Linked DNA regions of Gossypium arboreum: region 2 is linked to region 1. A link is a contact called in public Hi-C data. All regions are on one chromosome and are shown on one strand. The core of a region is the stretch at or near the end of the contact, and the rest is flanking DNA. Distances in the headings are between cores, read along the strand shown.

The links. Hi-C and Micro-C count contacts between places; a contact is called where the count stands out from the background.
Region 2: a contact with region 1 is called in a Hi-C map of leaf, with 4 times the contacts expected there. The contact joins the enhancer-like site here to the promoter of LOC108477076 in region 1. A contact is called at or near these places in 2 of 5 Hi-C or Micro-C datasets (both in leaf).

Annotation. Positions count from the first base shown.
Region 1 is chr12:11,749,676-11,755,967 of ASM2569848v2, forward strand. It overlaps LOC108477076 (LOB domain-containing protein 41), which reads right to left and starts at 4,669. Exons shown (of 2, transcript XM_017779517.2): 1 at 4,276-4,669; 2 at 3,140-4,169. The coding sequence starts at 4,465. The coding sequence ends at 3,451.
Region 2 is chr12:11,841,009-11,847,114 of ASM2569848v2, forward strand. No RefSeq gene overlaps it. Among protein-coding and RNA genes, the nearest start is that of LOC128285557, 52 kb to the left of the region's middle. Within about 2 kb of position 3,708, at least 2 of the 2 cell types and tissues checked have an H3K27ac peak or open chromatin away from gene starts, as enhancers often do. A contact at or near this core is called in leaf, where this site is marked.

The DNA.
Region 1 (6,292 bases), core at 3,419-5,918:
GGTTTCAAAATCGAAGGTATGAACTAGTTGAACTTTGTTGCAACGATATCAAAAACATAAAAATTATTAAAAACGGATTAAAAATTCATACGTAATCAAAGAAACAAAGGTGGCTGAATGAAGCTTCATCCATGGCTTCTTTTTATTTGAGCATTCGGTTAAAGAAAAGAAGATAAAGATGAAAGCTTTAATGTTTTACTTTAATTTAATTTAATTCATTAAATTACCATATTACCCTTGATTAATAATTAATTTAAAACATCAAATCTATGCCCATATTTGTCCATCAAATACATATATGGCACAATTACCATCAAAGGAAGGTTTAATTTCACAATTGGTGCTTCAATTTAATTAAATTCTAACTAAATAAACTTATTTACAATTTAATCCCAAACTAATTAGGACTAAAAGAACAATTAATCCAAAAGCTAGTGCATTCAATCATAATAGCACCGCTTGGAAACTTTTACCATGGTTTAATTACCATTTAAGTCCCTTTTCTTTTATTCAACTAACCATTTAATCACTCAAAACAAATAGTGATTAAATTTTATATCTTTTACAATTTAGTCTTTTTTAATTAATTAATTATCAAAACGTTAAAATTTTTCAACGAAAACTTAATATCACCTTAATGACACTCGTAAATATTTATAAAAATATTTACGGCTTGGTTTATAAAAACGAGGTCCCAATATCTCATTTTCTAAAACCACTTGACTTTAAGGTCAAACCACTTAAACTTAATAAATCGTTTATAAAACAAAAATAACTATATCAAAAACCTTTTCAAAGTCACAATTAACTCGTAAATATTAAATATAATATTTACGAACTTACTCGTCGAATTTGGTGGCCTTGAAACTATTGTTTCCGACACCACTGAAAAATAAACAATTACATGAATGAAAAAAAAAAACATCTTTTCATTTTTCTTGTTTTTCCACTCTACCCAACAAAAAACCTACATTATTTTAAGGTAATTTATATGATATCTTAGAACTAAAGCCAAATCCCACGACTCTTTGTGATTCGAGTGATCAGTTTTGTACCAAGACATCACACCTTATATATTGCCTTTGGGAGTTTCGAGTGATCAGTTTTGTACAAAGACCTGATCAAAATTTGTATAGGTTTTTTAGGTAAATTACACAAATGGTCATCCAATTATATCTATGTTCTTGTTATGGTCACTCAATTTTAAAAACTATCAATTTAGGCACTAAACTTTGTATTCATTCCTATTTTGGTCACCCGCTGCTAAATTGATAACATAAATAATGGCGTGGACTTTTTTCTAATTGGTATAATACATTTAGTCCTCCAGACTTACATATTCTACTAATTTGATCCTAATTCTAAATAATTCAATAAATTTAACCATTCACATTTTTAAATTCTATCAATTTGATCTTCAAATTTTTTAACCAAAATTTTGAGTTTTTAAAATAGACATTCCACATTTATAAATTTGTAAAACCTAAATAAGAAAAAAAAAACTTCGTGCAAATATAACATATTTGTAATTAGACTTGATCATGGGTTGCGCCAATACAAAATTTTAGGCCCAACCCTAAAAATGGGCCTAAAATTTGACCCAAGCATGACCTAGATTAAAAATGTTAAACCCGAGCCCAACACAACCTCACTGTATTGATTATTTTTACATTATTTTTCTATAATTTTTAAATATAATACATTAAATACACTAAAATGTCAAAACAAATATTTTCCAACAAATTGAAAATACAATAAAAAATAGTCTTTGTACTTAAATAAAACTAATATACTTGCAACTTAGCATGCAAATGCCTCTAAAATAGTAGCAAAATTAACAATAAAATAAGATTTATAATAGTGAAATAACAGCAAAACATCAATGAAACGATAGCAAAAAACAACAAAAAAAAAGAAAGTTTAGGTTGATTTGGGTCGTGTCGAGCAGGGCCTGGGCCAAAAAAAACTTACTTGAGGCCCGACCCGTTTAGGTAATGGGCCTTATTTCTTGTTTAAGCCTATTTTTCAAACCTATATTCTTCCCGAGCCCTCCCATTTTTAGACGGATATTCAGGATTAGGCGGGTGACTTAGGTCATGATCAAGTCTACTTGAAATATATATTTTTGAGGAATAAATATAAAATTTATTAAGCCATTTTGAAAATCATATAAATATATATAACATTTTAAATATGATTATAATTGAAAAATTATTTAGTACACTATCCTTGAAACTTTTAGACTCCACAAATAAGATCGGGGTTGACAAGTGTTCTATAAAGTATAATAAAATATTAAAAAATAAATATTTAAAATGAAAAATTTTAAAACTACTTATGGAATAAAAACACACTACAAATGTACTTAATACTATCTCAATTATAATATAAAAATATATTAATGTAAGGAGAGGATTATACTAGTGTAGTCCAAATGTTGATTTTTTCACGCGTTTCTATCATTTTTAATATGATTAATATTTTAATAATTTAAATATTAATTTTTCAATATAATTATATTTATTAAATAATTATAATTTTAAACCATCAAAATATATCTATCAAATAGATTTAGAATATTATTTTTATTAATACTAAATTATATCATACCTATTGTGTAGGTGAAATTTTTAACAACAAACATATTTATAATTTTATTTTTAAACTAAAAAAAGAGGAACATTTTCTTTGTGTAATGGTTGAGGCTTTTCTACTTTAGTATTGTATTTTAAATAAATTATTAAAAATACTTTGATAATAATATTAGTTGTAAAATGGTATTTAAGTTGGTGTTTAAATTCAATCAAAAGTTTTATATACAATATAAATATATTTTAAAGTTAAAAGCTTTTACATAAAATAAATAGTACAATATTAAAACTTGACATAAATAATCTATATAAATAAATAATTATAAAAATATATAAATTGTCAAATTAAATTGTGGACACATTGCTTTCAAATTAAAATAATCTCGACTCAACTTTGCTACTATAATATAAAATGTGAAAAATTAAGTTTATTGAATTATATAAAAATATATGTAAGAAAATTAAATATTTTATTATACAAATTTAGAAATGCCACATTATTATTTTAACGATAAATAACAAAAATAGGAGTAAATACAAGGTCCCAGTTTGTTTTATAAAATTTTGTATAGTTCATTCATTGTCATAATACAATTCCAATTAGGTAAAATAATAAAGTTGAAAAGAAATAAAATCTTTATGATTCCCCTATAAAATTTACCATTTCTACTCATGTAAACTATTTCTTTTGTTTACATAAAGGGAAAAAGGAAAATTACAAAAAGAACTTACAAAAAAAAAAAAAAAAGAAAAGAAAAAACAATCCACAACTCTTCTATGTAAAATAAACAAAAGCCGGAAACGAGCCGCCAAAACTGGGAACAAACTATCCTTTTGTTTTTCCTTTTATAAAAGCCATTTAAGCCGCCGGATAGTCAAGACCCAGCTCAAACTTACACGTTTGACTATCCTCGAACGTGCCGTATGCCTCCACTCTCCTTTTCTTTACAGGCACCACCACCTGACAAGCACGTGACATCACCGGTTTAAACCCCAGCGTCAACTCCAGCCCAATCTCGCTGCTTCCCTCCACCGTCCTTTCTTCCAACACCTTACCTCCGAGCTCCGGCCCCGCCGGAAACAGCCGCGAAGCCGCCACTGTTTCCTCTGAGATCATACTCGAGGTTTCTTTACTTTCCCCATCCATAACAGCCAACTCAGATTGGTGACTCAGCGAGGACTCGTGACTCGTCGACCGGTTTCCCTCGAACCCTTCATCAGCGTAACACCGCGGTTCGGGTGGTTCCGAGCTGCGGTTCTCCTCCTCTAAGACCGGGTTATTCACCTTCGGCTTCAAAGTTTTTTTAACTCGGCACCGTGTCTTAACTCGTTGGACATCGTTAGAGGCTGCAGAGTTTTCATCTTTGGAAACATGACGAATGTCGTATGCTTTTAGAGGCGGCCCTTGACCATTCGCAGCGGCTTCCGACGCAATCGGAGTGATCGGAGCACCTTTTAGCACAGCTTCTACGGCGGCTTGGCAAAGCTGCCAGCTTCCGGACCATAATAAGCCGACAGAACCGTATATCGGGTTCACTATCCGACCACAAGCCTCGTATAATAACGACCTAAAAATAGCTGAATAAATAGGGAAAAGAAATCAGTGAAAGAAAAGACAGTAATCTAAAAATAATGTAAATTAAAAATAAACAGAGCAGATGTGTGAAAGGAAAGTGAAACTGACCAGGGCGGAGGTGTTCGGGGCCGGCGTTGATGAGGTTCATAAGGCCAGCACGGCCATAGAACTTGGCTAGAAAGACGGTGGCGTTTGCTTGGGATTCAGGGCTTTTGATCCATTGTAAACAGGGCCTGATGCTACAATTTTCACTGCAGCCCTTACGAAGAATCCGGCATCCATTACAACTCATGCGCATTTTGAGAAGTTGGAGAAAGAAAAGAGAAAATTTGGGGGGGGGGATTGAAGAAAAGAGGGAAGTTGGAGTATTTAAGGGAAGCGGAAAAGGAAAATATAAAAATAAGAGATATTCTTTTACGAAAAAATGGCCGCTGGGTTTTCAGGTATAGGACCAGGGGAACGCAGTTGTTTTAATTTCCAAAACGCTGGTTTCCACATTCAAGGAGGTTGGCTTTCAAAAATAAATCAATTTTTATTTAAAAAACAATAAAAACATGGTACTGCTATGTTTTTAAATACTTTTGCTATTTCACTACTCTCACCCTCTCACTCGTGCAACTCACTCCCAATTAAGGAATCCAATTTCAATTCCCCATTGGAGGCGTACTTAATGTACTGTCCCTTCTGCGTAAGACAACCTAAATATTTACGGAACGTAACTCCTCTCGGGGAAATCGATGCACAACTCATTTTTACTAAACTACCCCCACTTGCGCTCGATATGTTACTGCTTTCTAAAGGGTAAAACGGATACTTGAATATAAGGACAGGTGGTGAAAAAGGTAAGGGATGCCATGCAAATGGGTCCAAAAATTGAGAAAGGAAGAGAGTAGCGCGTGGCAGACACGTACAGGCATCAGAGTGCTGTCGAATCGCCACATATGAGGTAGAGGGTGTGAAGTGGGAGCCCCTGTTTTATTTTAATTAAAGAAAAACAGAATAAAATAATATAGAAAAAGGCTCCTGGTTTTCGGGAGGTTCGTGTTGATTCAAAAACCACTTTAAAAGAGGGAAAGCGAAAACCGGTAACCGGTTTCCGGATTTGAATGTTGGGACTGTGGGCGCTTCACAAGCTCATCAGCCAACGGTTTTGAAGGGGTTTCTTTTATATATTTTCTTTTCTGAAATTTGCATTAAGCTCATACTTATCATCTATTACAGTAGAATAAATAAAGAAATCATTTTTCTTTATTTGAGAAACCAATTTTCTTATACGGTTTTATTTCTAGTATACACTTATATGTTATCTTTATTAATCTCATTTACATTTCTAACTTTTTAAAAATTTTGTTTTAATTTTACTTTTATAAAAATAATCGAAAGGTTTGTTTGTTCATTTTAATGACACGATGACATTTTAGTATTTAATTAATTTTAAATTTTAAAAAATATTAAAAATATTGCAAGAAGTTGCACATTTCTCTTTTTCTTATATTTTTTAAAATAATTTATTTAATTTTCATAATTTTAAAAACATTTTATATCTTTCTAACCAATTTATTCTTTCAAAATATTAATTTATATGATATTAAATTATTTTATATCATAAAATAAATATAGCTAATCATTCAAAACAAAACTAATATCCAAATTATTAAAACTAAGTAAATATATATTCATCTAGTAATTTCTTTTACACTTAAATATAGAAGGTTTTCTATTCAAAATAGATCTCTAAGTGGTGGTTTTTGCGGTGGATAAGGCGAAAAGAACGCTATTGACAGCGATGATTAAAGGATGGAAAAAGGCTTGGCAGTGCTTTCACTTGCTGGTAGGGAGGAGGAGGAGGCATGGCAAGTAGATTGAAGGAGGAAGTGAGGGAGTAGGTGGTGAATCTGAATGTGGTGGGTAGCTTCTTGATGGCCACTGTTGTACAGTTTCAGGCGATGCGCACCACTTTGGTGAATTTATGGCACCCTCATGGGGGTGTTAAGATTACTTATATGGGTGAGAAGCGGTTTCTCTTTCAGTTTTACTATGAGATTGATCTTGACAGGTTCTTGGATGGAAGTCCCTAAACGTTCAACAACCATTTACTACTTTTTCATCGATTAAAGGAAGGGGA
Region 2 (6,106 bases), core at 2,458-4,957, 90 kb after region 1:
CACTCTTTGGTTACTTCCTTGCTTTTTTTTTTTCCTAACTAATCCTTCACTTTTCTTCTGTTTTTCTTCATTTCCATACCAAAACATATAACATTTACTTGTTAAAATCATAATCAAATAACATATCTATACTATTTAAATGAAACTAACATGAATTTCATAATGAAACTTACCATTCTTACCTTAATCACTTGTAATCAAACCCTAGTTCTTATTTTCTCTCTTCTTCAAGACAATTATTGATACATTTTTCATGAAATTAAGGGTGGGTTTGGATGGGTGGTGAGATGAGGTGCGGTGCAGTGCATTTAGCTTACTATTTGTCTCAAGCTACAATATCGCTATAGTATCTAATCTCACTACCATCGTTGTTTTTACACTAAATACAGCTAAATGCGTCGTCTATCCAAACTCACCCTATGGTGAATACTAGGCTTCTCTATTGATTCCACTAAGTTTTCATGAAAGAAATTGGAGAAATTAAGCTTAAAAGGCTTAAAATTGGTGGAAATGACCCATTTGCAATAAAAAAGTTGAAAGGATGGTCTAATAAAAATATTTAATTCATTTAATAATTAAATGATAATTATCAAAATGACCCTCCAATCATATTTGTACACATTTTAGTCCTTAATCATTGCATTTTCCATAATTATCTTGTTTGAGTAATTACCATTTAATCCTCAAACTTTCTCTATAATACCATCCATGAATCATACTTTATTTTGGTAAAATTTCACTTCTTGTCATTCCTCCTTTTTCCTTCAACTCAATGCAATCATTTCAATTTTTTAATTTTCTTACTTTTGCCCCAATATTTTTTATTCTCTTACAAGTAAGCCTATACCCTAAATTTATTTATCTTATTTCAAGAGTATTTTTAATTTTCTATCGGCTCTAACTACTATCTATACTAACACTCAAAAATTCTTATTTTATCCATTTCTAAAATTTTCAAGTATATCTAACCCGACTTGGTATTGTTCCTAGCTCAATAGTTAGTTAGGGATATCATAGTGCCAATTTAGTCTTGATTGTAAAAATCTAATCCTCAACATTTACATATTGTGTTTTTTTTATTTTTTTAAATTTTTACTTTTGCTTTTCTTTGTGGCCCTTTCACCTAAAAAGCTAAAAAAAATTAATGTATCAACTAATTTGATAGGAAATATACAAAAAAATGAAAAATTCCCAAAAATGAAAGATAATAATTTTCATTTTTTTATTCTTTTAAAATTAACCTTCAAAAATAAAAGTAAAACTACAAAAAAAAGGATCAACTTACACAATCTATAAATGTTGAGGCTTAAATATTTTAGAATCAAGATTAATTGACATAATTTATAAATGTTTAGAGTTAAAATTGTTATTTTCTAATTTTAAAAGTTTTCACTATTGGCCACTAATGACAAAGAAAAAAAGACAAAATTGAATATTTGGGTGATAATTTTGTAACTTTTCCTAGTTGGATGACAAAAATTTACTAATAGTTGGATAATCATTTTATAACTTTTCATAGTTAAGTTACTAAAAGGAAATTTACTAATAGTTGGGTGACTACTAATGTAATTTATTGTTGCTATTATTATGATTACAATAGTTTCTCATGGAAAAATAAAAGATTACAACTTCAAAAAAATGTTGTATCTTTACTTGTATGATATGTTGATTAAAGTTCTTATCAGACATCTGCTTAACACGGGTTCAAATCATACTACCCCATCTCATTTCAATATTGTATAAAAAAAAGTTACAAGCACATAACATTGTTACAAGATTGAGTCTGAACCATATAAAGAAATAGTATAATTGGTAATTTGATAATGTGTTATCGATTAAGTCTATAGCTCGATTGGCATCAGTATTGTTGCTAGTACAGGAAGATGTCAATTCGAGAGCGTTGAAGCACTTTTATTCTCCTATATAAGAGTTGATGAGAGATTATGGGTAGTTTTGACATTGTATCAAGAAATTTGATATTGTGTTGGTATTGATTAAATAAATTTTAAAAAATAAAAAATTAATATTAATATTTTACTATTTTAATTTTAGGGTAAAGTACACCAACAGTCATTCAACTTTGATTAAAATAACAAAACAGATACTAAACTTTGAAAAGTTACAACTAGTCACTAAACTTTACGAAAATAACAAAACAATCATTAACATTATTGAAAAGTGACAAATCAGTCGCCCACTAACATTTTCCATTACAGGCCTAACGGAACAGGTGACATGTTCCGTTAACTAACCACATTGGACATGACCAGCCAGAAGAAAAAGAAGAAGAAGAATAAGAAGAAAGGGAGATCACAGTGGGTGCCTCAGAACTCATTATACTAACCTCTTCAAACTGGCCATGTTCGCTTCCTGCTTCAACCATATCGTCCCTGTTAACTTCACTTCCCGCTTCAACCTTTTTCAACTCCTCTTTTTCTTTTTCTTTTTTTCCAGAAAGATTAAAAAACTTTGAATTTGTTTTTCTCTTAATCATACTATCATCAACCTCTCTCAACACTAATCACCACCACTATCCAATTAACCAACCGCCATACATTGCCACTATTTTCAAATCCAAACACCCTCATAATCACTCCATTTACCATCGCCGCCATAAACACATCTTCACCACACCTTCAACAACTAAAAAATTCACATAAACAACACAAAAAATACAAAATGAACAATAAAAATAACTCCAAAGGAGAACCAAGTGGAAGCTTGCAACGGAGAGAAAGGAAACAAAGTCAAAGAAAGAAGAAAAAAATATAAAGAAAAAAAAAGAAATAAGAGGAACGTTGAGGCTAGTTTTAAGGTCTGGGGTAGTCATCTCAGAAATTTGAACGGTAGGAATGTAAAAGAGCTCGCAAAAAACAACATACCTTGGAATCAGACTGATTCGATAGTCGGATTTCAAGATCAGGTAAGGAGAAATTTGAACGTTTAAGCATAGATTCGAGTAGTTCGAGGTGATTTTTGGAGAATACGACTCCGAATTCATGTTCAAAGGGTCAAAAGAGACTAGCTAAGAATTTAGAGTTTTTCGACCACCGTTGGCAAATCGGCGCAATAGTCCAACGTTGATTTTTGGGTTTTTTGTTGTTGTTTTTAGGTTGCATTAGAACAGAGAAAATTTTGATAGTACAGAGAAGGGAGAAGAGAATATTAAACAAAAAAGAGTTTTGGTTGTATTTGTTTAGAAAATTAATAATAAAAATTAAAAAAAAAAAAGAAAATTTGATGGTGGGATCATATTTAATGTGGCACCCTAATAGGTCACGTTAGCTGCTAGTTATGTCTATAACAAAAAATGGATTCAGGTGATTGATTTATTGCTTTCATAAAATTTAGTGGTTAAATTATAACTTTTCAAAATTTGATATTATTTTGATCAAAATTGAATAATTGCTGTGTTACTTTTCCCATAATTTTATATCGATTATTAGACATTAGTAATTGAACATTTTATACCATATCAATTATTATAAAAGTTTGAATTATTATTATTACTTTAAATTGTTCAAAAATTTAAGTCAATTTATAAGATTATGGAATAATTCCAAAGAAAAGTAGCGATAATTCCAAAGAGTGCTAGTTTGGGAAAGAGTCCAAAAGCACATGCAGAATGGGGTAGAAGCGCGTGGAAGCCACTTTCTGGCGTAAAAGTGGAACTAAATGGCCACGTGGACATCATGCAGCTCCATGTTTTTAGGAGGGTTCCCACTACTATTCCCTAGTGGATTTGATGGAAAAACGGTGGGTGGCTCAGCCCAGCTGCGGCTGGTTTCTGCTTTGGCTTCTTTTATTTGTTGACCTCCAAATCTAGTAAAACGTTCTTCATTTGGGAGTTGGAACTGCTTATCAGCTAATGCTCAACTATTCCACGTCAGATCATTTCTTTTATTCTACCACCTAATTTTGTCCCCAACTTCATTTTTTTTTTTAACTTGGGTTACAAGGTTTTTGATGGGACACGTGTTTCCTTTTTATTTTAATTTTTATTTTTAAAATGAAATTGAGTCAAGATTAAACTCAGTTAAATTTCAAATATTTATAATTTAATTAAATTTTATTTCAATTATTTTGAAATTAATTTTCAGTTATGTCTAATTTAATCCATTTTAATTCTTCGAAACTTTGACATGAAATGAGTGAACATTTGGATATCCAAATGTTTCTTAAATAATTATATAAAATAATAATCAAAATTTTGTTTAAAATAAAATAAAGTTTTGTCTTTAAAATATTAAAAAGAAGTTTTTAATAAAAGTATTTTGAGCCTCAAAGCCCAAATCAACTTCTTCTTTTTTTTTTTATTTGGGTGATTTATTTTTACTTTCCTTTTCTCTCTCTCTCTTTTCTTTTTTTTTTTGTTTTGTTGTTGTTTTTCGTTGTTTCTTTCAAAAATAAAATGTCGAATAATTTTTTAAAAAAATGAAAAAGAAAAGAGAAGTGAAGCAAAGCAGATCGATAAGTTCCAGATCTGAAAGAAAATAAGAAAATTTCAAAAAATTTCGAAAAAGAGAAGGCAAAGAGTCTTTTAGTTTACTGGCCATTATGGGCAGGTCTTTGACGATGAAGATTGGAGGAACTTGGCCGGAGAAAAAAATGGTACAGAGAGCAAACAAGCAGGGCCAAAACATAAAGAAGGAAGAATAAGGAAAAAAAGAATACTTATTTTGAAGAAAATGAAATGAATAAATGATTTAATTTAGAATTTTTTGAACTTTCATAGGTGATTGAACGGAAAAATTTCTCATCAATCCCTCCGTGTTTTCATTGCCGATTGCTTGATTGAAATACGACATATTACATTTGTTATCGAAGTAACAAAAAATAACTTCCTACTTTATTGAATACATTAAGAAATCAAATATGAGATCATTTAGATTAAACCATTTCAAATAATCCAATTCGTTTTTAAAACTTTAAAATCAAGATGAAAACATTTTAAATAATACCAAATATAGATATTTGAGAGTCAACAAGAGAGACCTTGTCTAGCATAGATGTATCATTACAAGTGAGGACGTGTATCGATACAAGTACCTTGTACTATAGCAGTGGACATACTGACTTACTTGATATGTGTAACACCCCGTACCCGAGATCGTTGCCGGAGTCGGACACGAGGTGTTAACGGACTTCATTCATTTATTTATACAGTTCATTTTACCATTTCCAGACAAGCTGGGTAACTGCGTCACTGTCACCTTAAAAATCATATCTCGAATTCCAAAACTCAAAAACTGATTCCGTAAATTTTCCCTAAAACTAGACTCATATATCCATCTATAAGTTTTTTTCTAGAATTTTTGGTCGGTCCAATTAGTACAGTTTATTAGTTAAAGTCTCCCCTGTTACAGGGTTCGACTACTCTGACCTTCATGCATTACGACTTAGATATCTTCCTTTACAGGGTTTCAATACTTATTCCGTTTGTTTCTAAAGAAACTAGACTCGAAAAGGAGTCTGTAAATATAGGGCATGACTTATAATTATCTCTGGTTAATTTATAGTGAATTTCCAAAGTCAGAATAGGGGATCCAGAAGTCGCTCTGGCCCTGTTTCACGAAAACTTAAACATCCCTTAAAATACAGCTCATATGATCTTTTCGTTTATTCCATATGAAAATAGACTCATCAAGGTTCGATTTCATAATTTATTCGGTATTTAATTCCATTCCTAATATTTTTAGTGATTTTTCAAATTCACATCACTGCTGCTGTCAGCATCTGTTTTTAAGGTAGACTATACCTATTTCATGATTTTCCATGGATCAACTAGCCATTTGTCGTACATAGCACTAAAATGATCGTGATTAACCATTCCAATGGCTAATCGTTACCAATCATTTCCATACCACTCAATGAACAATATACAAAATGATTATAATGCTATGCTCAAGATATATAAGCCATTTTCGCATGGCTATACAAATTTATACAATACCAAAAGGTACATGACCAACAACAAAAGGACAGTCCTATACATGCCATTTTCAGAGTTCATCTAAAAGAGTACCAAAAGGGCTTTGATAGTGTGGATGACTTCGACTTTGACACTCCCGAGTCCGATAGCTGACGAACCAAAATCTATAAAACA